Linked DNA regions of Ovis aries: region 2 is linked to region 1. A link is a contact called in public Hi-C data. All regions are on one chromosome and are shown on one strand. Each heading gives the region's core, a stretch centred on a gene start, on an enhancer-like site or on the middle of the called end of the contact. The rest is flanking DNA. Distances are from core to core; before and after follow the strand shown. Region 1 overlaps RETREG1 (reticulophagy regulator 1). Region 2 overlaps RETREG1 (reticulophagy regulator 1).

Region 1 (5,767 bases), core at 2,244-4,743:
GTCAGACATGACTGAGTGACTAACACTTAAACTACATTTTTTCCCTGTATTATTAAGGATTTGAGAATACAGTTCACTTATAAATATATAAAATACTTAGGCTAGACTAATTGTTACCTAATAGCAGTCTTGCTTTAATAAATTTAAATTACCAGAGAAGGAAGAATGACCAGTAGTTAATAATATTTATCTTAGCTTGCCCTGACCTTAGTTGTGATTATTTGAACATAAATTAAAATTTCACAGGTAGTTGAAGGTTTCTGTTCTCTGCTTGTCTTTGTCTCTTTCTCTGTCCTTCTCTTTGTCTCTCTCTATTGTTCTGAAACAATATTTATAGTCATATTTTCTAGTAGCATTTAAAACAACTTTTCCTGATTTTAAAAAGTAATACTTGCTAACTTAGAAAACTGAAAATATGGGAAACTTATGATAAAAAAGATAAAAGAAAAGCTCCTTGGAAGAAAAGCTATGACCAACCTAGACAGCATATTAAAAAGCAGAGATATTACTTTGCCAACAAAGGTCCATCTAGTCAAAGCTATGGTTTTTCCAGTAGTCATGTATGGATGTGAGAGCTGGACTATTAAGAAAGCTGAGCACCAAACAGTTGATGCTTTTGAACTGTGGTGCTGGAGAAGACTCTTGCGAGTCCCTTGGACTGCAAGGAGATCAAACCAGTCAATCCTAAAGGAAATCAGCCCTGCATATTCATTCGAAGGACTGATGCTGAAGCTGAAACTCCAATACTTTGGCCACCTGATGTGAAGAACTAACTCCTTGGAACAGACCCTGATGCTGGGAAAAATTGAAGGCAGGAGGAGAAGGGGAGGATAGAGGATGAGATGGTTGGATGACATCACCAAGTTGATGGACATAAATTTGAGCAAGCTCTGGCAGTTGTTGATAGGGAGGCCTGCTGTGCTTCAGACCATGGAGTCACAAAGAGTCTGACCCGACTTAGCAGCTGAACTGAACTGATGATAAAAAAAGAAAACAAACCTTATAAACTGTCACCTAGAAATTCCTTTCCAGTCTTTTTATGAATGTACTGGTTGTGTTTGTTGTTTTTAGCTGTTTAGTTGCTTAGTCGTGTCCAACTTTTTCAACCCCATGAACTATAGCCCACCAGGCTCCTCTGTCCATGGGATTTCCCAGGCAAGAATGCTGGGGTGGGTTGCCATTTCCTTCCACAGGGGATATTCCTGGCCCAGGGATCAAACCTACATCTCCTGAATTGGCAGGTGGATTCTTTACCACTGAGCCACGTGGGACCCCCAGTTGTTCGTTCATCCTTTCAATAACTATTTATTGAGTGCCTTTGTTGCCAGTACTTCTAGGCATTTGTGGAATTAAATAAAAACAATGACAGACAAACAACTCTCCCCTCCTGGAGGTCACATTCTAGTGAGTGAAGCCAGAAAATAAATAAATTGCTATGATATATAATGTTAAGTGGTGAGCCGTGTTTAAGGGAAACTGAAGCAGGAGAGGAGATTAGGGAGGGTGAAGGTGGGAAGTGAGGGTTGAGTTGTATTAAAGTCCTCAGCAAGATTATTTTTGAGTGACGACTTGGAAGAGGTGAGGCTGTGAGTCATGTCTGGTTGAAGAGCTTCTAGGCAAAGGAATCAGCAAGTGCAAAGACCCTGGGGCAGGAGTTGTATGTGAGGGTGATTTTTGTTTTACATCATTACTTTTATTTTTTAAATGCAACTATTGTAACTAGAATAAATGGAATATTATGTATCTGATTAAGATCATATTTCATTGTGTTGCATTAAGTTAATTTCATACTCTGTAAAGAGTATGAAAATGGAATATGGGATGTGAAAATGTATCATTTACTGCTAATTTTAAAAAAATGTGTAGATTTAAAGTATTGTAGGGTGATATCATACATGGTACATTACAGCTGTATGCTGGTACACGTCTAGAAGCTCTGGGTGAGGGGAAAACAAGTAGTCTTTAGTTTCTTGATTTGTTTATCCTTATCACATTTTTCCCCCTATAATGAGCATGCGCAGCCTTTAACCTGAAGAGAGATGACAGGTACTCAGAGGGGAGAGCGTCCCACCAGGCAGGTGAGGCCTGTGGCTGTGGGCCTGGAGGGTGACACATAGCTTCAGGTACTCAGTTCATGTGAGGGCTCCGGCCCGCGAGCTGGTGTTCAGACACGGGGCTCTGGTTACCAGGATGGCACAGCCCAGGCCTTGGAGACAGGTCAGGGCTGAAGTCCAGAGATGCAGCAGGGCTCAGAGGAGAGGCCGGAGCCTCAGGGATACATCAGAGGCATTACAGGGGGCACTGACCAGCCCAAGTGTCGCTTGATACTAAGCCTCTGAGGATTGGTGTAAAGAAAATGATTAATGTGTGATTAAGTGATAAGTTAAAATGATGAATTTCCAAGGTCAGGTGACACTGGAGGGTGGGATGAAAGTGCTTCCTCCTTTCTGAGGCTTGGTGGCAGGCACAGGTGAAAGGCCCTGGTGCATAGCTTCCTGACTCAGATGCTCCTGGAAAGCTTATTGCAGTAAAATTTGGAAACTTTGTATCATCTAGATAAGATTTATATCTTATTTATATCTCAATCCTTATGCTCCAAACTGCAGTCTGGGGACAATTCAAATAAGAATGAACCTGAGAAGCCACTGTGTTCTCTTCTGAATACCCCATCTCTGGGTTATGTAGGCCAGTCCTGTCTGTCTGTCATCTCTGTCTATACAACCTAGTTAGGGTGCATAGTCTATACCTTTGCACATTCCTTAATTATCTTTTAATGATTGTATTTGATATGTTGAAGAATGTAGCTTTTCCACTAGCATGTACGGATGTGAGTGTTAGTTGCTCAGTCGTATCTGACTCTTTGTGACCCCATGGACTGTAGCCCTCCAGTCTCCTCTGTCCATGGAATTTTCAGGCAGCAGTACTGAAGTGGGTTTCCATTTCCTACTCCAGGGAATCTTCCTGACCCTGGGATCAAACCCACATCTCTTCTGTTTCCTGGTTGGCAGGCAGATTCTTTACCACTGCGCCACTTTTGAAGTCTATTAAAAATGGTACCATAATTACGTCGTCTTCTAGAACCAGTGTCTTAACACTAAACCTTTTTCAAAAAGATGAATCCACGCTGCTGTGTGTGGCTGTGGGTCCTTCCTTTTGTTGCCATATAATATTCCACCCTGTAGCTGTACCACAATTGATTTATGTGCTCTCTTTCATTGGACTTTGGGACATTTTTTACCAGACTGTCCACTGCTTCTGTCACTTTCCAAGTTTACCGTATGACAGTACCAAAGCTCAGAAAATGGGGAAAGGCAAATACTTAGCACACAAAGTGAATGGTTTTCTAGGCCAGAATACTGTAATTTGAAAGTGTGTGTAAAGTCTTTGTCATTTCTTTGGCTCAGACAGCTGTTTTAGTAGAATGATGATTGCCTTGCTGTCTTGGATTCTTGGCAGTGTTCTAGTGCTGGCCACCACTAGAGGGCGGAGGAGACCTGGGCCATCAGCGTGTTGAAGAAGCTTAGAATAAGGTGACTGCTGTTGAAACCTAGACCCGTGGCACCAGTGTTTTTAGCATGTGCACATTTCAGCAGGGCGAAAACATCCGTATCACTCCAGTTACAGCAAGAAAATCCAATTAAAAGTCACATCTGTATCTACACGTCTATGCCAGGTTAAACCCACAGTTTAGTGTTAGTTCAGTCGTTAAGTCACACCATAACGACTCTCTGCCACCCCATGGACTGCAGCACACCAGGCTTCCCTGTCCTTCACTATCTCCCTGAGTTTGCTCAACTCATGTCCATTGAGCCAGTGATGCCATCCAACCATCTCATCCTCTGAAATGAATAAGGATGAAGAATAGCATCAAAGAAGAATAAGACGGATTGGGTGCGGAGGAAATTCACATACAGATGACCCAAAACAATGACAGATGACTCTGCTTCTCAGATGAGAAACAAGCTGATGTTCAAAGCCTCTAAGGACTCAGTAGTATTTTGAGTGTGTTACCCTGTTCCTATGTATTTCTACCCAGTGTTTTAAGAAATCTTCTGAACGTTCTCTATTATGTGATTTCCAAAGTCCCCTTCCCTCACTTAGTACTTTTTCCTCTCTTGGAAATGAAGAACTTCCCACAGAGCTCTGTTGTTGCTGTTTAGTTGCTAAGTTGTGTCCGACTCTTTGTGATCCCATGGACTGTAGCCTACCAGGCTCCTCTGTCCATGAAATTCTCCAGGCAAGAGTACTGGAATGGGTTGCCATTCGCTTCTCCAGGGGATCATCCTGACCCAGGGATTGAATCGGCAATCTCCTGAACTGGCAAGCAGATTCTTTACCTCTGAGCCTCCAGGGAAATGTACTCCCCCACCACCCACCAGAGCTGTAAATAACCTTGGATCAAGAATCCCAGAAAATGGCTTAATTTGCAGTTTCATGAAGAGAGGGCTTCTTCTGAGTTGAACAACAACAAGTTGATCAGAACAACTTCTGGTCAGTTGTTGAGCAACTAATCTGTGAAATACTGAGGACAAAGGTCCTTGCTTGTTGGAAACGTGCGAAAGAAAGGAAGGGGCTGCTGAGGTGTGTCCTACACCAAGTCACGCCCCAGCACCCACCTAAAGATGCCCATATGCAATGCCCAGAACCTGTGAATTTATTCCTAACATGGCAAAGGGACTTGGCAGGTGTGATGACGTTGAGAGTCTTTACGATGCGAGATGATCCTGGATCATCCACATGGGCCAGTATAATCGCAAGGATCTTAGGAGAGGGAGGCAGGCAGGCAGAGAGGAGAAAAGATGCTGCTGGGCTTGGAGATGGAGTGTGGGGCCTCGAGCCAAGGGCAGGCAGCCTCTAGAAGCTGGAAGAGCTTAGGAAGCAGATCCTCCCCTAGAGCCTCTAGGAGGAAGGTAGACCAGCAGACCCATGTTAGACTCTGGTCCCCAGAACTGTACGATGATAAATCGGTGTGGCTTTAAGCTACTAAGTTGGTAACTTGTATAGCAGCAATGGGAAACTCTACAGTGATCCTTATGATGAGAAAGAACTAGCTTTATTTGAAAAGGTTCAGGGTAGGTTTACTGACTCACATCTCCATCCCCTGAAGAAGATGCTGTCTGACCCCAGCATGTGGGAGAAGCACCTCCTGAAACCAGGAGGCCTCGAGTGATGCTAGGCAAGGTGCTGCAGCTCCAAGAAAGGACAGGGAACCCAGGATGGCCGGGGAGAATGTTCCCACTGGCAAGTAGGTATTGGAGAGCTTGGAAAGGAAACACGAGGTCAAGATGGCCTGAAAGAATCTTGAAGGCGCCGTACTTGGAGGGACCGTTGTGGTCCAGGCTGCCTGGTCGCTGGGGTAGAACTTGCAGGGAGAGTCACTTGCGGGGCAGGATGATGTCTGGGGGAGAGGTGGACCTGGGCAGGTGATTGGCATTGCTTTTCATCCATAAATCTCTTCTGGAGCATTGAAGATAGTGTGAGATAACTCAGCAAATGCCGGAACGCCTGCTGGGGAAGCTGAATTCTAGGCAGGCTGCGTGCCTCCGGCAATGAGAGCATTGCTTCTGAAGGAGGCATCCAAGAATGTGCCCTTCACTTGTCATTTTAGTCATGTGTCCTTTTTAATATTTTTTTGAAAGAAGAGGGGACTGTGCAGTTAGGGAGTGGGAGGGGACAGCATTATGACTTAGAGGTACTTCATAAAAGAAGGAAGAGGGCCATGGTGCCGTCCCCTTATTGGGGTAGATTGCATTACTCGTGTGCCGTT
Region 2 (5,767 bases), core at 1,068-3,567, 51 kb after region 1:
GAAGCCCTTCCACAAGAGATTATTCTTGTGGAATGTGTCCCCTGGTTCACTTGGGGCGTGTTTAATCAAGCTGCATCTAAGCTGATGGCTGTGCTAGGTGTGATGGTTTAAGCCTGTGCTTTCATGGAGCACACAGTCTGAATGGGGGTGATTGACTTCACAAGTTTAAAAAATCAGTAAAAAAAATACTTCTAATAATAAGGGTTAGAATAAAATATAAGAATGGTCCTGTGGGAGATGACCTGGTGGGCGTGTAGGGTGAGAGAATCTTTAAGCACGCCTGTCTGACGAAGTGCCCTTTTGGGGCTGAGATGTGAAGGGGTGGTCACGTGGAGGTGTAAGTTCCCCAGGAAGGAGACCCAGCTCGGGTCAAGATCCTGTGTGTGTGTGTGCTCAGACGCTAAGTCGTGGCCGACTCTTTGCAACCCCATGGACTGCAGCAGGCCAGGCTCCTCTGTCCCTGGGATTTCCCAGGCAAGAAAACTAGAGTGGGTTGCCATTTCCTCCTCCAGAGGATCTTCCTGGCCCAGGGATTGAACCTGCTTCTCCTGCATTGGCAGGTGAATTCTTTACCTCTGAGCCACGTGGGAAGCCCAACACCCGTTAGAAGCAGACAGACAGGAAAAGAGCAGTGACTAGGAGAGAGAGTTACCAAGTCTGCAGCACTTCCTAGGCCTCGGCAGGGGCTTGGATGGTCCTCAAGGGCATGAGAAGGTAGGGAAGGGTCTGAGACAAGGGGCCGGGGGGGGGCCTCCTAAATACTTGAGAGATGCCATGAGGTGATACATGCTTTCATGAATTGATCTCAGGACCTTAACATGGTTTCAAATTTCTCATAGAAATATGAATTTGGAAGGTAAAAATGCTCATTTTAAGGACATATCTGAGTTTATAAGTTGGAATGAGAAAAGCCTCACAAAGAAGTCTGACCAGTGCACACCCCCCACCCCCGCCCCCCACACACAGCTCAAGCTTTGTGTTGAGATGGGTTCCCTGAGCAAGTATATTTCAGCGTTTGCAAGCCTGCCAAAGTCCTTGTGCTGCCTGCCATTTGGTTTTGAAATAAGCACAGAGAGGTGAAGTTAAAAAATAAAGGTCACACATCCATTAAGTGAAAGAGTTGCTGTTTGAAGGCAGACAGCTGCCTCCTGAGTCTGTGCAGTCAGACACGTGCATAGTTATATGGTGGTGACCCACAGCGTGGGCTGATCACTTAGAAAGGCTACTGTGGTCAGCACACTTGGAGAAAGGAGAAGGGTGGCTGGAGGTGGGAGGGGGAGGTGTATAGGATCCTCTCATTGGGCCTTGTAGTCAGTGGTGTGTTGGTAAATGTTCAACAACCAGCTCTCTGTTCTTTAGCATTTGTTGATTCCTGTGATGTAAATACAACCACAGTGGTCAATTTCAAACCACCCTCATATGGTCAGTTCAAAGGAGATTGGAAAAACTGGTTCTTGCAAACCTGCAAGGGTCAGCCGAAACGTACAAGTGGTGCACGTGGAGTGAAAGTCGCTCAGTTTTGTCCGACTCCTTGTGACCCCTTGGATTACATAGTCCATGGGCTTCTCCAGGCCTTTCCCTTCTCCAGGGGATCTTCCCAACCCAGGGATTGAAGCCTGATCTCCTGCATTGCAGGCAGATTCTTTACCAGCTGAGCCGCCAGGGGAGCCCAAGAATCCTGGAGTGGGTAGCCTATCCCTTCTCCAGAGGATCTTCCCAAACCAGGAATGGAACCGGGGTCCTGCATTGCAGGCAGATTCTTTACTAACTGAGCTGTGAGGGAAGCCCAAGTTCAGCCTTCCCTAGTAGTCAGTAGTGCAAGAGTCAGCCTTTAATTCTATTAAAAACTGCTCCATCTTCATTTATATATCCTCAAGGCATACTAGACATTCAGAAAAGCTTTGTCAAAGGAATGAATGGTTTATTTTCCTTCCACCCTTTGATGCGGTCGTGGAAAATATCTCTCAGGCATAGACAATGTTTAGCATTTTCGAAATCCTGCTTTGACCCAGCTGGGCTAATATTTGAAATTGATTAAGAGCTTGGAGAAAAATGTGATCAGTCCTTGTTGCAAGAGAGTGTGTTTAGTGGTGATACCTTTACTCACCAGTCAACAAACCGTTAACTTCCCAAACCCTCACGGCTCCCCAGTAAGCTTCTGGTAGTCAAGCCCTGTTGAAACTCATTTCTGTTTTATCAACACAGGGTAACTCATTCTCTGCAATCCTTAAAAGATGATGAAGGTGGCCTTGGTTTCCATTGCCAGAGGAGGGCTACAGCTGTTGTGTGGCGGACCACCGAGAGGCCTGTCCCCAGGCTGCTGCGAGAAGCTGTCTCTGACAGAGGGGTTGTCCCCTTGTTCAGGCCACCCTTACTCCCAGCTGTTTGTCTCTTCATGGGCAAATCTGTGTCTGGAGCCACTCAGTGTCTCCATATGGTAGAAATCGGATTCCCATAGAAGGCATGGGAGGGCACAGGCTCATCTGGGAACCAAAACCCCATATGCAAGGTTTTCCCACTAAAGATGTTATGACTATTCATTGGGGAAACCAAAACCGTATGAGAGAAAAATGAATGCAAAAAAGAATGTAAGAAAGGATCCATCATAATCTTACTACCCTAAAAAAAAAGGGGGGGGGGTTGTTGTATTATATTCTGTCTTTTCTAGCACTTCCTTGGACAGGTTTTCTTGGCAAAGTTACAATCATTATGTATTTTACACACAGTTTTATATGTTGCTTCTTCCCCTTCTAAGCACCTCTCAATGGCATTAAAGATTTGGGGAACCTTTTTTAATACTCTCACCTTTGAATTTCTCCCATTTATTAGTATTACTCTTTTGTTCAAGATTATTTTGTCATATATAAATGGGAGTAAGGTATACCACTTTAATTTTTCTCAGGAGAATGCTTAGATCTAAGGCTAAGAAGTCTGAGCTGCCAATTTCCTAAGGCCTGGTTCCAGAAACTGTCCAAGTATCATTCCCACCATGTCCTACTGGTCAAGCAGTCAATCCCAGTTTGAAGGAAGAGGACATGAACCCCATTTTTCCTTGGGAAGAATGTCAATGAATTTGGGGGCTTTTATTTTAAAACTTGTAGACTGGGAAAACTTGTTTACTTACTATTGATTTTTATAAAATGTTATCAGTTATTATTTGAAAGATATCGATGGTAAAAATTATAGTCTGGCTCCCTCTTCAGCTTTTAAAAAAAATTGCAGGCTAGTGACATCTAAGAGGAATGCTCCAGTGGTCTGGTTTCTTGGTGACTTTTTTATATAGAATAACTTCTTAGTTTGTTGATGCTCACATTTTTACACATAAACACTTAACTATTTTAACTCCTCTGTAGAGTGCAGACATGGTCTGTGCGATGATGCAAAGCTGTTTCCAGTTCTGGCTGCAAATCCCAACTTCACCAATGACTAGCTGAGTGGCATCTTTGAATTTCATTTTGTTATCATTAAAATGGGGATTAATAATACTTCCTTTATCAGTTTGTCTTATAGATGAAATATGGTAATCCACATTAAATATTTAGCTTTATAAGTGGCTCATCGTAAGCCCTCAAGAAAGAGTTAATGATAATAATACTTGCATAGGTTATATACTTCCTTAGGGAACATAGAATAGATCACTTTTAAGTGAAAACACCTCAACCATCTGTGGCTTCATCTTTGGGAATATTTTGCTTGCTGGTCATGATCCATGCAGAGGGTGTTCAATGTGTATAATCCATCCACTCTAGATGGTGGACTCACCCTTGCGTGTGTACAGAATTGGCCTGTTCCTGTTTGGTTTGGTCAAGATGGTCGGTTTAGATAGGGCCACAGTGGGGTGTGTGTTCAGTCCACATTGTTTGATTCTTCGTGGGATTGATGTAACCCAGGTAAGCAAGTGTGTCACGCCAGTGACCTGTGTTGAGTCAAAGTACTTACTCTTTCTTGGGGGAACGAGGATGTCTGCCCTGTGCATCCAACAGAGAACTGAGTGCCCACAGGAGGGAGTTCAGTGCACGTGTCGTCCCTTGTCTAAGTGTGTGTATGGTAGTCGCTCAGTTGTGTCTGACTCTGCTATCCTGGATGGAAGCCCACCAGATTCCTCCTTTCATGGGATTCTCCAGGCAAGAATACTGGAGTGGGTTGCCATGCCCTCCTCCAGGGGATCTTCCTGACCCAGGGATCGAACCCAGGCCTCCTGCCCTGCAGGCAGATTCTTTGTGGCCTGAGTCACCAGACAAGCCCACTTGTCTAAGTGGTTTGCTTTAATCTTATGGGCACCATGATTCTTCTAAACAATCATATTTCCATCTCTGATTTAGCCATTTTGGGGTAAATCACAGCTCACTTCTAGATGGTATGTGGGACCCTCCAGATGTACTTCTTTATCTTCTTCTTCCCCTGGGCTCTTCTATTTCCTCTCCCATCAGGCGTTTTAGTCTTGTTCCTTTGTAGGGCCACAGGCCCCACGGCTGCAGGGGTTGTATTCAAGGCATCCAGCTGAGAGAGTCAGTGGAGGTGGGGGCCACTGACGTCCATCCTAGGCTCTACCCCCAAGCCCTGTGCCCTGGAGTGACGCTTCATCTCCTGGAAAAGGTGCACCGTTTTATACAAATACAGCCTGTGGACTAACAGGCTCTGCTCCCTGAATTGTTTATTTATCCCTTGTTCACTATGTATTTTTTATAAGCGACCTCAAATCCTTTCTGGACCAGAGTGAGATAAAGTAATTATCAAGGGAATAGCCTCTGCCACACACGAAGATGCTGTGAAGGGTTGAAGGCAGGAGAAGAAGGGGACAACAGAGGTTAAATTTTGTCTGGGGCCAATTCTGAGCAGTAGATATTGAGTGAGTAAGATGGATTGGGGGTGAGGCGACAGAGGATGAGATGGTTGGATGGCATCACTGACTCAGTGCACATGAGTTTGAGCAAACTCCGGGAGATAGCAAAGGACAGGGAAGCCTGGCGTGCTGCAGTTCATGGAGTCGCAAAGAGTCGGACACAACAGCAACATGTATAAAAAAACAGAAAATGAAATGTGCCACTCACCCAGTTTTAAACTTTAGACAAGGGGACAAAAAGGACTCAGTACTGGAGAAGGTCAGTTATAGGTTGAAGTTAAGGGGAAAGAAATTCAGTGCCTCAGTTTTGTGTTTGAGAAAATAGGGCATCCGCTTACAGTCTTTTAAACGAAGGTTGCTTTGAAAATCAGAAGTTTTCTTCAGCAATCACATTGCTCTTTCAAATAAAATCAAGGAGTTTCAGTTGGTTTCTGGGGCCGGTTGGCCACATCACAGCCTAGTAAGAGCGTATAATAAGAACCAGCCCAAAGTCAGAGGAAAGACCTTCAGGCAGAAGTGAGTTAACTCTGTTGATGTTTCTCCAGCTGTTCTTGTGAAACCACCAGTGAACTCTGAATAGGAAAATAAAAGTGACCTCCTGGGGGAGTCCTGGCTTCTGGTTCTTCAGCCAGAGTGACCTCATCTCATCCAGTTTTGTGAGAGAGATGATCAGTTAGGACGATTCTACCTGAGCCGTTCCTCCCTGCATTTTTTTTTCTAATTTCTCTCTCATCCTCTCCTGCATCCGTTCTGTCTCTAGTCTCCTTTCCCTGGTGCCTTCAGTCCAGGAACTACCTTCTCACTCATGGTACTCACCCACCTCTTCCTCCCAAACTGCCAAAAGCCTGGATGTAGCAACACACGGCAGTACATCTAGGTCCCATACTGTCCCATTGCAGACGTTGGGAAACAGTGGGATAGGGC

The links. A called contact is a pair of places that touch in the nucleus more often than the background predicts.
Region 2: a Hi-C map of hypothalamus shows a contact between it and region 1, with 5 times the contacts expected there. The contact joins two enhancer-like sites. A contact is called at or near these places in 6 of 16 Hi-C or Micro-C datasets (hypothalamus, liver, omental adipose tissue and 2 more).

What each region holds. Positions count from the first base shown.
Region 1 is chr16:56,754,073-56,759,839 of ARS-UI_Ramb_v3.0, forward strand. The region is part of intron 3 of RETREG1 (reticulophagy regulator 1); the gene reads left to right. Among named protein-coding and RNA genes, the nearest start is that of RETREG1, 65 kb to the left of the region's middle. Within about 2 kb of position 3,494, at least 7 of the 54 cell types and tissues checked have an H3K27ac peak or open chromatin away from gene starts, as enhancers often do. A contact at or near this core is called in hypothalamus, where this site is marked.
Region 2 is chr16:56,806,559-56,812,325 of ARS-UI_Ramb_v3.0, forward strand. The region is part of intron 3 of RETREG1 (reticulophagy regulator 1); the gene reads left to right. Among named protein-coding and RNA genes, the nearest start is that of ZNF622, 47 kb to the right of the region's middle. Within about 2 kb of position 2,318, at least 2 of the 54 cell types and tissues checked have an H3K27ac peak or open chromatin away from gene starts, as enhancers often do. A contact at or near this core is called in hypothalamus, where this site is marked.